Linked DNA regions of Sus scrofa: all the other regions are linked to region 3. The links are chromatin contacts, called in public Hi-C maps. All regions are on one chromosome and are shown on one strand. The core of a region is the stretch at or near the end of the contact, and the rest is flanking DNA. Distances in the headings are between cores, read along the strand shown.

The links. Hi-C and Micro-C count contacts between places; a contact is called where the count stands out from the background.
Region 1: a contact with region 3 is called in a Hi-C map of embryonic fibroblasts, with 2.3 times the contacts expected there. The contact joins two enhancer-like sites. A contact is called at or near these places in 1 of 47 Hi-C or Micro-C datasets (embryonic fibroblasts) and 1 of 2 datasets of contacts at active chromatin or transcription factors (alveolar macrophages).
Region 2: a Hi-C map of embryonic fibroblasts shows a contact between it and region 3, with 3 times the contacts expected there. The contact joins the promoter of PPOX here to the enhancer-like site in region 3. A contact is called at or near these places in 2 of 5 promoter capture datasets (fetal liver and liver), 3 of 47 Hi-C or Micro-C datasets (embryonic fibroblasts, epiblast stem cells and liver) and 2 of 2 datasets of contacts at active chromatin or transcription factors (alveolar macrophages and skeletal muscle).

The regions. Positions count from the first base shown.
Region 1 is chr4:89,360,427-89,364,771 of Sscrofa11.1, forward strand. The region is part of intron 1 of NECTIN4 (nectin-4); the gene reads left to right. Among named protein-coding and RNA genes, the nearest start is that of NECTIN4, 5.7 kb to the left of the region's middle. Within about 2 kb of position 2,390, at least 23 of the 83 cell types and tissues checked have an H3K27ac peak or open chromatin away from gene starts, as enhancers often do. A contact at or near this core is called in alveolar macrophages and embryonic fibroblasts, where this site is marked.
Region 2 is chr4:89,286,383-89,290,879 of Sscrofa11.1, forward strand. PPOX (protoporphyrinogen oxidase) reads right to left here and starts at 2,543. Exons shown (of 13, transcript XR_002343378.1): 1 at 1,942-2,543; 2 at 1,406-1,500; 3 at 1,139-1,273; 4 at 888-1,003; 5 at 569-701; 6 at 150-294; 7 at 1-40. USP21 (ubiquitin carboxyl-terminal hydrolase 21) reads right to left here. Exons shown (of 13, transcript XM_001927782.6): 8 at 4,466-4,497; 9 at 4,197-4,283; 10 at 3,825-3,903; 11 at 3,488-3,595; 12 at 3,266-3,380; 13 at 2,674-3,046. The coding sequence ends at 2,956.
Region 3 is chr4:89,118,580-89,122,983 of Sscrofa11.1, forward strand. All of the region lies in intron 1 of CFAP126 (protein Flattop), which reads left to right. Among named protein-coding and RNA genes, the nearest start is that of CFAP126, 13 kb to the left of the region's middle. Within about 2 kb of position 1,447, at least 12 of the 83 cell types and tissues checked have an H3K27ac peak or open chromatin away from gene starts, as enhancers often do. A contact at or near this core is called in alveolar macrophages and embryonic fibroblasts, where this site is marked.

The sequences.
Region 1 (4,345 bases), core at 1,140-3,639, 240 kb after region 3:
TGCAGGGGATGGTCAGGATCACTCTCTCTCGCTGGACCAGGGAGCCTCTGACCTCAGAAGATTTCCCCTTGGTTTTCAAGCCACCCTCCTCCCCCCTTGCCTTTGAAACTGAATGGCGAGTCCTGAGAGCTGGGTTGAGGCTGTGATTTGGGGTGGGGCAAAGCTGGCCACACTTGCAGGGTTGTGAGGGGGTGGATGTGGGGGCTTGGTTGTCAGGACTGGAGGGGAGGGTTAGGATCTCAGGAGTTTGGGAGAAGCTGAATTCTGGGTCTCCCACCCACAGTGTGGCTGTTGTGGTGACTCAGCCAGGCTCAGACTCTGGCTCCGGGGGGTTTAGGGGACTTATCTGTGCTGGGAGCTGTGTCTGGGCCAGAGCTGGGGCTGCCTCAAGGCCTGTCCTCCCCCATTGTTCTCACCTCCTTTTGTGATTGGTGTGGCCCCCCTCCCCAGCCACTAATCTGTGGTGGGCGCTTTGCCCAGGGTTGGGAAGCTCTCACTAAGCTGGGGGGCTTAGGACAATGGGGGGTAAGCAAGGGAGGTGGATGAAGACAGAGGGAAAATCTGCCGGTTTTCAAAGTTCCTTAGCACTCCAAGACCAAGGTTACTAGGGGGAAGGATGGAAGAAAAAAATGTGCTGGGTTGTTTATGTCACCTGTCCTGAATGGTGGGGGCTTCAGGGCTCCCCTCCCCTCCTTTCTTACCCCAAGCTTGCCTGAGTATTCCAGCTCTCTCTGATGGAAGCTGTAGCTGTGGGGTGAGGGGAGGCAAGAGTTAATAAACAAAGGAGAATGAGACCCTAGACAGCTTGGACCCCTCCCTCTAGCCCCAGGCAGGCTTCCCCCCCACCCCAAACCTACACCAGACAACCCTCACCCCAGACCTGGAGCTAGAGCTGGTTTTTCTGGTGGTGGCAGCAGCAGAGGTCTGACAGAGATTCCCAGGGAGAGGCCTCCTTGGGGGGCCAAAGGAGTTGGGGGGCCCTAGGGCGTGGCTAGGGGGTGAAAAGGGTGGGGGTGGGGGTCCTTCTAGTAGGAACCTGAGGAGCAAGGATAGAGAGAGCTTTTGTTTTGTTCTGCTGGGGAGTCCTTGATGGCAATTTCCCATCACCCGGAGGGACAGTGACCTCATCTCTGGGTACCTCCACCTGAGATGAATCTGCCCTTAAGTCTGAGGTAGGGAAGGGGGGAGGGATGCCCGGGCGACACTCCAGACAGGCGCAGAGGCAAAGGCGCAGAGCCACACACCGCTGACCAAAGGCAGCTGAGGCAGACAGCCATGCGGAAGCCAAGAGAAACCGACATCAAAATATTTACTATGTGTGCACATTCGCGCACACACACCATTCCATAGCTCCTTCTGGATGCAGACGAGACACGCACGCTGCTGAAGATGAGACAGGAACACATATGTGTGCAAAACATCTGCAAGTTCATGCAAAGAGCCTCTCAAGCATGGCAACCAGCACTGAGACTCACCAGGCCCCCCCTCACCCAAAGATGTACATTCAGACACAAAAGGCTCATGCTTATTCCCTTCCTCCTCCTCAGAGGCCCGTCTCTAAGAACCCCTTCCTGTACCCCTATAGGCACTAATGCTGATGGAGAAAGACCCCTCAGAAAGAAAAGCCTCCTTCCCTGGAGTGTGTGTGTGTGTGTGGGGGGGTGTTTGTGTGTGTGCGCTTTTTAGGGCTGCACGTGCAGCATATGGAAGACATGGAAGTTCCCAGGCTAGGGGACAAATCGGAGCTGCAGCTGCCAGCCTACACCACAGCCACAGCAATGCCAGATCCTTAACCCACTGAGCGAGGCCAGGGATCGAACCTGCATCCTCATGTTTACTAGTCAGGTTCGTTACCACTGAGCCATAACCGGAACTCCCCGGAGAGGCTTTTATTGGCACCTGCCAGCCTCAGTTTCCCCTCCTGAGCTCAGAGGCTGGGCCTCATGCAGATAGGAAAGTTAGGACCCAGGCACAGGGCGGGGAGCAGGCAGCCAGCCCAAGCCAGAAACGGAGGGCCTGTCTGGGAGCAGGCGGGGTACACAGAGGGCAGGGCCCCAAAGAGGCCCATGGGGGCCTGGCCAGGGGTGGGGGAGGCTGAGGGCAGGGATCCCGTCCGGCCAGTTAGGCCTGTTCTCTCCCTTGCGCAAGGTGGTGGCTGGTGGCGGCTGTGGCTAGGCCTGCTGTGCAGCAGGGGCTGAATCACCAAGCCTCCTGACCAGCGTTCTGGTGCTCCCAGGAGGAGGGTTGGGGAGGGTCAGAGGGAGGAACACCCAGCCAGCCGAGTCCACCAGCCTCAGCAAACAATTTGCAGCAGAAGGGTCTGTGGGCCTGGCCTGGCCACTACATGCCCGCAGGGTGACCTCACCAGGCAGGCGGTGTGTCTCCTTGGCTCTGGTGACATCATCATGCTGACGCCGGGCGGGCACTGGGTGGGGGAGAGAAGGAGGAGGCAGTCCTGGCCTGCCCTACCCTGGGAGTCTGAGCTTCTGGGTCCAGGGAGCCCAGGACAGGGATTCTAGAGCCCAAGTTCTCTTTTCCTTCTCTTGCAGTGTGTGTGTGTGTGTGTGTGTGTGTGTGTGTGTGTGTGTGTGTGTAACTGAAGGAGGAGATTGCTCAAGCTGAGAAGCTCCCACTAAATAGTGGATTTAGGACAATGGGGGGCTGGGGGAGGGACCCAGGAGGGACTTTCCTGTTTTACTTGGGTTCCTCATCCTGCAAAGCTTGGCCTTATCATTTGGGACAACAGGGATCTTGGACCCACAGGTAGGGATGAGGAGGATTGGATGCCCTGAGAAGGTACATTTCGGGGGGCAATGTAGGCAATCAGTGGTGGGAAGGGGCCCGCTGGTTGGCCAGAGTAGGGATGGGGATGGAAACTATGCCATCTGACATTGTCCCAGAAGTAGTCTTTGGAAGGGTTTGAGTGTCCCAGGGGAGCAGGGCTTGGGCTCCCTCTGGCCTGCATGGATGCTAGTGTTTGAAGCAGAGGATCAACCAGGAAGCCCCTATCTCAAGCCCACCTACAGCCCTTCCTTGGCAGCCCTGCTCCCTCCAGTGCCAGGAGGAGGTGCCTGGGAGGGGTGCGGGTGGTTAGCTGGACTCCCAGGCTGGGCAGGGTGGGACCAACATCAGCTTAGGCAGGTCAGGGCCCTGGTATCTGGCCCTGCAGGTCTGTCCCGTCCTGTTTGGGCCCTCCCAGCTCTCAACAGCATCCTCCCTTCCTCCTCCCCTGCCAGCAGGGCCATGGGACCCCCTTCCTCTGCCTCATGCTCTGCCTCACTGGAACTACCTGGTCCACTCTAGTGGGGTTTGCTTTCTCCCCCCATGCCTGCCCCCCTTCATCCCCTTCCTTCTCCCTGTGTCCAGTCTGGAGGTACACACATTGGCAGAGAACCCTACTAGCCAGCCTATCCTGTTTCCACCCCTCCGGTTGCTATGCCAACCCCCTCCCTGCCCAGCCCAACTCGACTGCTTATTCCTCCTCGATCTACACTTTCTTTCTTCCGTCTGTCTCATTCATTCATTCACCCACTCATTCACAGATTTGGTCAGTCAATAAACATTAATTGAGTGTCGATTATATGCCAGGAAGGCACACACTGAGCACAACCCCAGAAACCATGTTTCGCTATGTGATGTGAGACCCAGTTTCTATACCTAAGGTTCTCAGTCTGGTGGAAGAGGCAGACAAGAAAACAGCAACTACAATCTGTGGTTGTAAATTCCTATGATGGGTCAAAGCAGGGTGCTAGAAGAGAGCAGATCCTGTGATGGGTCAAAGCAGGGTGCTAGAAGAGAACAGCGGACAGGCACCTAACCTTGCCTTAGGTGGGGGTGGGGAGAGGGAGGACTCCAGGAGGAACTGATGTCTAAGCGGAGTCTTCAGAGATGAGTAGGAGTTATCCAGACAGTGATGAGTAGGAGCTACCAGACATAGGGAGGAGGGTGTTCCGGGCAGGAGCACAGTGTGAGCGAGGGGAGGGCCAGCAGGGCGTGTGAAGTGCTGGTCTCAGGCAGGAGCTTTGAACTCTTGCGAGTTGCTGGATATGCCTTCCAAGGCAAGGAGCTCTCGCCATCCAAAAGAGCTTTCACTCTGTCCCCAGCCTCCCGCCGTCAGCCCTATGTTTCCCAGGCTTTTTTTCCCACAACTCCATATTTCTTTCTTCCTAGCTAGGAACTTCCCTGGCCCTGCTTCCCTCATCCTAGAAACCTAAGAGTTGTCTTGGGTCTTTCCTCTCTCTTTCTGGGCAAGGTCCAAATCCTGCCTAGTTTCCTGCAGGAACTGTCCCCTCCTCTCAGCCCCAGCAGCACCACAGGATGGCAGCTGCATGTTCCTCTTGAGTCT
Region 2 (4,497 bases), core at 1,293-3,792, 170 kb after region 3:
GCCTGGCGAATAAGTGCTGAGTCTGGCTGTGGACTCCGTCCTGCAGAGGAAGAAGCAGAGAAGAATCATTAAAATAGCACCCTGTGCCTCCAGTCCCTCATTCTGGCAGTCCTTAATATCGTCAACCCTTGAAGAAGCGCTGCCCTTACCTGCCCCCATCAGCAGCCCCAGTAATACGGAACGATGGGTTTGTTCAGCCTGGAAGAGGCTGGGAAAGCAGGACCTGATGCTGAGCTCACGACTGTTGCCTGCAAACACTCCACGGCAGAGACTGTCCATGGCTAGAGACGCCACCTTAAGGGCGAGACTGGGATTGAGAGGCCAAGGAATAAGCTGCACTAACTTCCACTGCCCTGCCTGGTAGGGACTGGGGGCGGGGTGGGGTTTAGTTGGAAAGCAGTCATGGTATAACAGAAGGATGGAAACACCGAGTTTTTGGGTCTTCGAGGCCTGAAGAGAAGAAGTCAATTTCAGATGATATAAAAAAGGCTCTAGGTGGTAGGTCTGAGTACAGGAATCCAAGGCTGGTTTAGGAGAAAAGGAATTGGGGGCTTCTGGGTGGTGTTACCTCAGGACCAAGGCGACGCTGGGCAAAACTGTGCACACTCTCATCAGGGTCTTTGCCCCGAGGCGTGGTCAACTCCCTCAGCCCAGCCCAAAACAGAGGTTTGGAGAAGGGAGGTGAACGGCAGAATAGCCCCCTGCATGGAGAAGCCATAGTGAAAAGCAAGCTCTGATTTACCACCCCAGCTCCAGAAGGTCATTTCCATTCCTTTGGTCCCTTTAGCTGGGAGGGCTGACAGTCTGGGAGGTGAGGAAATGGACGAGATGTGAGGTTTGGGGCGGGGGGAAGTAGAAGGAGGGCAGTAAGGAGGTGGTAGTGTTACCTGAAGCCAGAGGGCAGGGGATGCAGGGCACCATCTACATACAGGAACCTGTTCTTGGAAGCTGGATGGTCTCCCCGGACAGGTAACACTTCTGAGTCCAAACCAAGCTCAGAAACCTGCTCTCCACATGATCCCAAGAAGAGAAGAAACTAGGGAAATGACTGACCACCAAAGCTACTTCCTTCCCTTGACACTACGCTCTAGTGAAGGCCCCTCCACAGCCTCTCCTAGGCGTTCCACAAGCCGCTCACCATGAGCAGGGTCCGGGCTCCCAGGGCTCCAGCAGGCCGAATTCCTCGAGGTCCAAGTTCAAAAACAGCACCATCTGGCCCTCGTATTGAGCGGATCCAGCCGCCTAGGCGCTCGCTGCCCTCCACCAAGACCACCTGGGGACAAATCAGAAACACACTGCAGCGGGGTAAAGGATCAGGAGGCGAAAGGGTCAGCGCATTACCTCGTGCTGGAAATGGGAGAGGAATATTAAAGGAAGCTCCCTCCGGGTCGGTGGAGGCACTCACCTTGGGGGGACAAGGGGCCCGGCTCAGATGGTAACTGGCGGCCAGGCCGCTGATGCCTCCACCCAGCACGACCACGGTCCGGCCCATGGGGAAGCCTAGGGTAGAGAAGGCGATATGGACAGGCTGACCAGAAGCACCCTGTTCTCCAGACACCCTGCGGGTTCCGCATTCCATCCTCGGCCATTCATTGCTTTAGGGGAAACTAAGGGCTCGGGGATGGGGTGGTGGAACTGTGAGGTCCCCGCCCAGGGCCTCGGACTCACCCACGAGAGGGACAAGAAAAATGAGGGGAGGAGGAGGTAGAGGTCTCAAGACATCACCCAGCCGGCTCCGCGGGGAAGTGGATAAGGGCCACACCCACGCTATCTGCCAGCACAGGGCTGGGGGCACCGACTGGCCGCCAGGGCTAAGAAGCGCGTTTTCTCTCCCACCCCTCGCTAGGCCTAGTGTTTTCAGTCCGCGGCCTCCGCCCCCAAGATTTTCGGTCTCTCCGACTCTCCGTCCACACTATTCTCGCGGCACGATCCTAACCTTACCTTTCCTGCTCCCGGATTGGTGGGTTCTGGAAGGCCCCGGATCACATTCACCAATGAAAACACTGAACCGGCAGCGACTCCTCCTCCCTCAGAGGCGGTGGGGCAACCCTTGTAGAAGGCCGGGGAGCTGGAGGTTAACCGGTTCGGTGCCAGGTTGGAGAGAGCGGCCATATTCGGTACTGCCCTCCCCTCAGGGCTGGAGCGGCAAGAGCAGAATCCTGGTTAACATTCCCCAGCTCAAGTTTGCCAGGTCCAGCTAGGGTTGGAACCCTGGAGGAAGGTCCTCATGAGTCTTGGTTGTAGGGAGAGTAGACAGGGACACTGGAGGCTGGTCCCCGGGGAGGTGGCTCCATAAACAGCTCCTTGATGTTAGCAACAGCCTGGGCCTACGGGAGCTAGGGCGCCCCGGCAACGTACCGTGTTTGTCAACAGGGGTCCTTGGGTGCTTTGCTCTCGCGGGGCAGGCCCCTACGCCGGCAAACCCCGTCGACCCAGTGCCTGCACTCTGGATCCAGGCCTCCCTGCAGCCTTCATTTCCTCCCAATGTAAACCTTCACCGCTTTGGCAAACTTGGGCATCAACGCGTCCCGATCCTGCATCCCCATCCCCACCCTCAGCCTCACGGCTCCGAGCGCCCCCCATCGTTTAGAAAGGGAACTGAGTGCCAGGAAAACTACCCATTCGGCCCAGTTCTATATCTCCACTCGCTAGGCACAAATACAAAGAACATCATTTTTTTTCTTAATAAATTTATTCACAAAAAAGTGAGACTGCAGAGGGTGTGGGGACTGTACACGGGCAGGGCCTAGGGAGCTCTGTACATGGGGCTGGGAGACAAGGGAGCCTCCAGGTGGAAGGGTACTTTTTAATAAAAAAAATAATAGGAGGTACAACCACCCCCTCCCCCCTCCCCGATTAAAAAGACACAAAAATAGACGTCTCTGAGGTAAATGGGGAGCCTGGGGCTTAAGGGTGTTGAAAGGATTTCACAGGTGCCAGGGATTAAAAGGGAGGTCACAGGCACCGGGGTGGCTCCTGCATCAGTTGGTAGAACAGCACGTAGCCCTCACTGGATGCCACCTGGTTTTCACTGACAGGGGAGACACTAGGAAGAAGGGAGATGGGGAAGGAGGTGTGATCTTTCCTGTATAGACCCTCCTCCCCACAAGATCAACATCACAGTATCCGGGTGGTGCCTAGGAAAGACACCGCCCCCACACCCCCAATCCCACATCTCCTTTCAGTAGGCACTGTCTCCTGGGGCTTCTTCATACTGGGGAAAGGTGTCAAGGCTGCAGCAGGAATGGGGCAAGGCTGTTCTCACCGAGAGTCATTGTAGACATGCCAACCAGTCTGGCACCGGCACAGGGCTGTGTAGTGGCCATAGTGGACGCTGCCCGAGTGGTTGCAAAGGGCATACAGCTGATATATGGGGCTTCCTTCAGGGTTAGAGATGACCAAATTCTATAGTTAGAGCTGTGCCCTGCTCCGCCATTCTCTCCCTCCCCTTCATGGAACTCCTCAGGACCCTCCTTCCCAGACTCACCGGCTTTGTCACTGGCAAAGTCCCCTAGGCTCAGTCGCTGCAGTGGGAAGTCTACACCTACTGAACTTTTCTTAATGGAGCCTCGGGAGGCAGAAAATCGATTAAGATCTAAGTTCTGGTTAAGGAGAATTTGGGAGGCAGAGGGCCTCTGAGGGGGCTGGGGAACTGAATGTTGTCTACTCCCCTCCCTGAACACACACTGGGAGCACAGGAGGGAAAGATGGAGTGGCAGCCTTTTCCTAAGGCAAACCGAATCCCCAAATGTCCAGCCTCTGCAAACTTGGAGAATGAGGAAAAAGAATGAATGGGAGAAATAAGAATTTGAAGATTAGGATACGGAGCACGAGGATTCGGGGGAATCTTTGTACTGTCAACTTTTTAGTACTTCGTGTTTTCTGCCGACATCGGTCACACACCTGAATAAATGTCAAATAATGTTATAAGGTTAATGTGCTCCTCACCTCCGTTGTCTTTTCCAATACCCTGACTCACATAAATTTACTGTGCTCCCTATTACTTCTGTGTTCTCTGGGCCACTGCCCTTTGCCCTGACAGATCAGGACATATCTGAAAAATACTCCTACACAAATCTTTACATATAAGTGTTACTCCTCATACTAAGGCATCATGCAACCCCTTTTACCCACATGGAGCCTCCCCCACCTCCGGTATCCCACCCTTACTATATCCCTTGTGAACCTCCACATACTGGGGCATTCTCCGATTCTAGCTCTTCTTCCTTGGTGAAAAGGCTGAAACAATCCCGCAGAGACACCTTGCCCCCAGCAAATCCTTTCTGGGGGGAAAGGGGAGTGAAGGGTCAGCATGTTCTGAATTTCCTTTTCCAACTCTTCTCAATTAACCCAAGCTTCGATTCTTCTCCAGAGACCCACATGGTTCCCTCCCACACTGGGGGTGGGTAGGGTTGGGTCATAGAACCCATGTCCCATCCACCCCCGGAATCCTCTGGAATCCCACCTTGGGGATGGGCAGGGACAGGTCACAAAAAA
Region 3 (4,404 bases), core at 197-2,696:
AAAATTTACCATCTTAACTCTTTTAAAGTGCTGTTTAAACTACATTCATATTGTTATGCAACCATCACTGTTACCAATTTCCAGAATTCTCTTCATCTTGCAAAACTGAAACTTTGTAACTATTAAACAATAACTGATTCTTCCTGCCCCCCAGTAGAATTCTATTTTCTGTATCTATGATGTTTGATCACTCTAAGTACTTCATATAAATGGAATGTGTCTTTTTGTGATAGGCTTATTTAGCATATCTTCAGGGCTCATCCAATGCTCACCCAATGTTGTAGTAGTATGTCAGAATTTCACGATTTTCTAAGGCTGAAAATATTTCATTGTATAAGGCTCACGTTACTTTTTGTCACATTAAGAACCTTGGCCTTTAGCAACAAGTTTCTTATATTTTGCACTCAGGAAGGGTCACCACACCTAGGTAGGCCATTTTTTTCCCTCTAGGATCTCAATTCACCTCTTAAAGGGAGGAAGTGAGGCAGAACAGAGAAAGATGTGGCAATGGGCTGAAATGATTATTCAAATGAATAAGTTCCTGGACAGTATTCTCAGGCTAGACACGTAGGAGAGCTGAATTAAGGAGTTAGATTTTAGAGGACCAGAAAATGAACCTAAAAAACTAGGCTGTTTTTTAGTGTTCATTTCTTTTTGTATTCTTATGTAAAAACTGTAGAGGAGACTGAGATACATGCTGAGGTGGCAACCCTCAAAAGTTCTCTACAGAGGGTAAGACCACAGTGCGCCAGAGCATGGGAGGAAGAATGGCACATACTTTTAGAAATTGGAGCAGATGTGAGGAGAGGTTCTCCTCTAAAGGACTTTTCCTCAGTAGTTTCCGCTATGTGAGGTCAGATGAGACCTAGGATAGCCCAGAACACCAGGACTCTCCCCTCATACCCCCAGAGGCCACTTTCAATGTGGGCTAGTCTTTGACTCTCCTCTCCTTGCCAGGAACTGGGGAGCCTGTGCCAGGGCCTTTCCCCATGATCGGTCTCTGAGAAGGCAGAGCTTTCACACATCTGACCTTAATGGTCAGTGGGACTCTGGGAAAGTCCTGAGAGATGAGCGAGGTGCCTGAGTTCACCCCCATCACACCTTACCTGGCTCAGGAAAAATCACCCATCTACTCATCACTATTTCTGGCCAGAGTTTCTCCCTAAGGCAATGCCCTGGGGGGAGCTACTTCCCTGAGTACACAGTGATGTTGTCATATTAATCACGTCTTTCTGGGCAGAAGTGGTGGCAATCTTCCAACAGGAATTTGTAGTTCCTTCCCCATTCTGAGTTGAATAACCAAAGTTTCTTGGCTCTTAGAGCCTCTCATATCTCTCACCACCACCAGAAACCACACACACCCCCCACCCCTCACTTCCTTCTAAAATTTGCTTCTGTCCTTGACTCTTTGCTATCCCATCTTCCACTACGTCCTTCTTCTCATGACTCTAATACTTATGTAATTTAAGGATTTGGCAGCAAGAGACAGTCAGTGTAGGGTGTGGGGGGGACTAGTTGTAAAACTAATCTCCACTAGAGGGAGACTTAGCCTTAAGAAAGAAAACTGGGTATGAAATTTGTGATGTTGAGAGGGAGCAGAGGTATTAACTCATTTATATAGCGTTTGTATTTAGCCAACTATCTCTTTATAAAAAACTACTGTGATAATTTATTGGTTTATTTTAGGAATTACTTTTGTTTTTACTTAATTTTATTTTATAATTATGTAAAATATTTACATGGTTCTAAAATCAACTATGGGATTTCCTGCTGTGGTTCAGTGGTTTAAGGATCTGGCATCACTGCAGCTGCTGTGTGGGTCTCGGGTGTGGCTCGGATTTCATCCCTGACCTCTGGGGAATTTCCATATGCTGAGAGTGTGGGAGAAAGAAAGAAAGAAAGAAAGAAAGAAAGAAAGAGGGAGGAAGGAAGGAAACTCTGCAAAACAAGGTATATTCAAAGAAGTTTATCTTCTGCCCTTTTCCACTTTATTTAAAGTCTTTCCACTTTATTTTTTCTCTCTCCCTAAAGGGAGAAAAATATCTCTTATTTTTCCATCGTTTTTCTGTTAGAAACACATATTTATATCTGAACATAATAGGACACTACTCACATGTGCTACATCTTGCTCTTTTCACTTACAAGTATTTCTTGGAGATTGCTCCAGAGCAGCATCTTCCTCATTACTTTTTATGGCTGCATAGTACTCCATTGTGTGGAGATACCATGGTTATTACTGATAGACATTTGGGTTGTTTCCAGCCTGTAGCTGTTACAAATAATGCTACATTTAATAGTGCACATTTCTTTTCTTATTTATTTATTTATTTGCCAGAATAGCTTTGGGATAGATTTCTAGAAGTGGGATTGCTTAATAAAAAGACACTGAGGAGTTCCCCTTGTGGCTCAGTGGTAACTAATCTAACTGATATCCATGAAGAAGTGTGTTTGATCCTCCATCAGTGGGTTAAGGATCTGGCATTGCCGTGAGCTGTGGTGTAGGTTGTAGACGTGACTCAGACCTGCGTTGCTGTGGCTGTGGTATAGGGCACAGATATAGCTCTGATTTGACCCCTAGCCTGGGAACTTCCATATGCCAGGGTTGTGCCCCCCTCAAAAAAAAAGCCTGTTTCCTCACAGACTGACAAACAGAGCATGTTATCAAAGTTTTGGATGTATATACATACTCTCATATGCTATCTCCATTTTTAAAATTTCCATTAAAAAAAAAAAATCAGAAGGGAGTTCCCATTGCGGTTCAGTGGAAACGCATCCAACTAGAAATCATGAGGTTGCGGGTTCAATCCCTGGCCTTGCTCAGTGGGTTAAGGATCCCGAGTTGCCGTGAGCTGTGGTATAGGTTGCAGATGCAGCTTGGATCTGGCATTGCTGTGGCTGTGGTGTGGGCCAGTGGCTACAGCTCCAATTAGACCTCTAGCCTGGGATCTTCCATATGCCATGGGTGAAGCCCTAAAAAGAAAAAGAAAAAAAATTATGAGCAATGTTGAACATAATTTCATCTTTTTGTATTTCTTTCTCTGTGATATGCCTGATTATGCCCAGTTTTTTTCTATAGGGTTATTAGTATTTTATAAGTTTTTGTTTTGTTTTCCTGGTTGAACTCATGGCATGGGAAAATTCTGGACAAAGGGATAGAACCTGAGCCACTGCAGTGACAATGCTGGATCCTTAACTTACTGTATCACCAAAGGAACTCCTGTTGTTTTTTTTAAAATCAAAGATATTATTAACTTTGTGATATAAGTTATAACTTTTTTCCCATTGTCTTTTTACTTTGTTGTTATAAACTTATAATGCATCTTTGAAGATAAGCATACATTTTTTTTTACCTTGGATCAATTAATATGATAAACTACATTAATAGATTTCTTTTGACTATCTTTGCATCCATGGAGTATTATCTACTTGGTCATGATACAAATTTTTAACACACTATTGGATTCTGCTTGCTGACATTTTATATAAGATTTTTGTATCAGTAAGTGAAATTGATCTACAGTTTTTTTTGTTTGTTTGTTTAGTTTTGGTCATGGTTCTAAAATTCAGGTTTGGGAATCAGTGTTACATTTACTTTATCCAGAACCCTTCATGAGAGACATCAAAACCACCTTGTAATTTCTGTCCCGATGCTTTCTGGCAACTATAAAACCTGGCTGGGAGAGCCTCCTCTTTTCCTCCGTAGCACCTGTGTGGAAAATGCCATTCTGGTCTGTCTGCCTATGTGTTGCCCAGTTAACCTGTCTCCAGGAATGAAGATTCATGCCACTGGAGGATGATTTGGGTGTAAATGAAAGTCAGAGGCAAGACTTGGAATGTGATTAAAGGTGGTGCTTTATCATTTACAAAAGAGATGTTCTACTGCATCACCCTATTGAAAATCATACTGTTTTCCTGGCTATATTTAAAGCACACATGCCTTTTACTCCTCCCCTTTTGAGTCTGATTCACTGTAACATTTAGATGTGTGATAAATTATATCTTATTTATTAAATAGAGGAAAGTTGGATTGTAGTCTTCCTTTCGTAAAGAATTAACTGTGTGAACTTGTGGGGGGTCACCTAACTTCCCTAAACTTTAGACTCCTTATTGTAAAGGGGGAGCTTTAATGCCCACCTTGCCTTCCACCAAGCCACTGAAGGATCCACCAGGACACTATTAAGTACTAATGCTGCTAAAAATTTTTATGTGTTTGATAATTCAGTACTTGTGGTTTTCAGTATTCCCACTGTGGTACAACAGAAACGAATCTGACTAGCATCCATGAGAATGCAGCTTCGATCCCTGGCCTCGCTCAGTGGGTTAAGGATCTGGCATTGCTATAGCTGTGGTATAGGCCAGCAGCTGTAGCTCCAATCGGCCCCCTGGCCTGGGAACTTCCATATG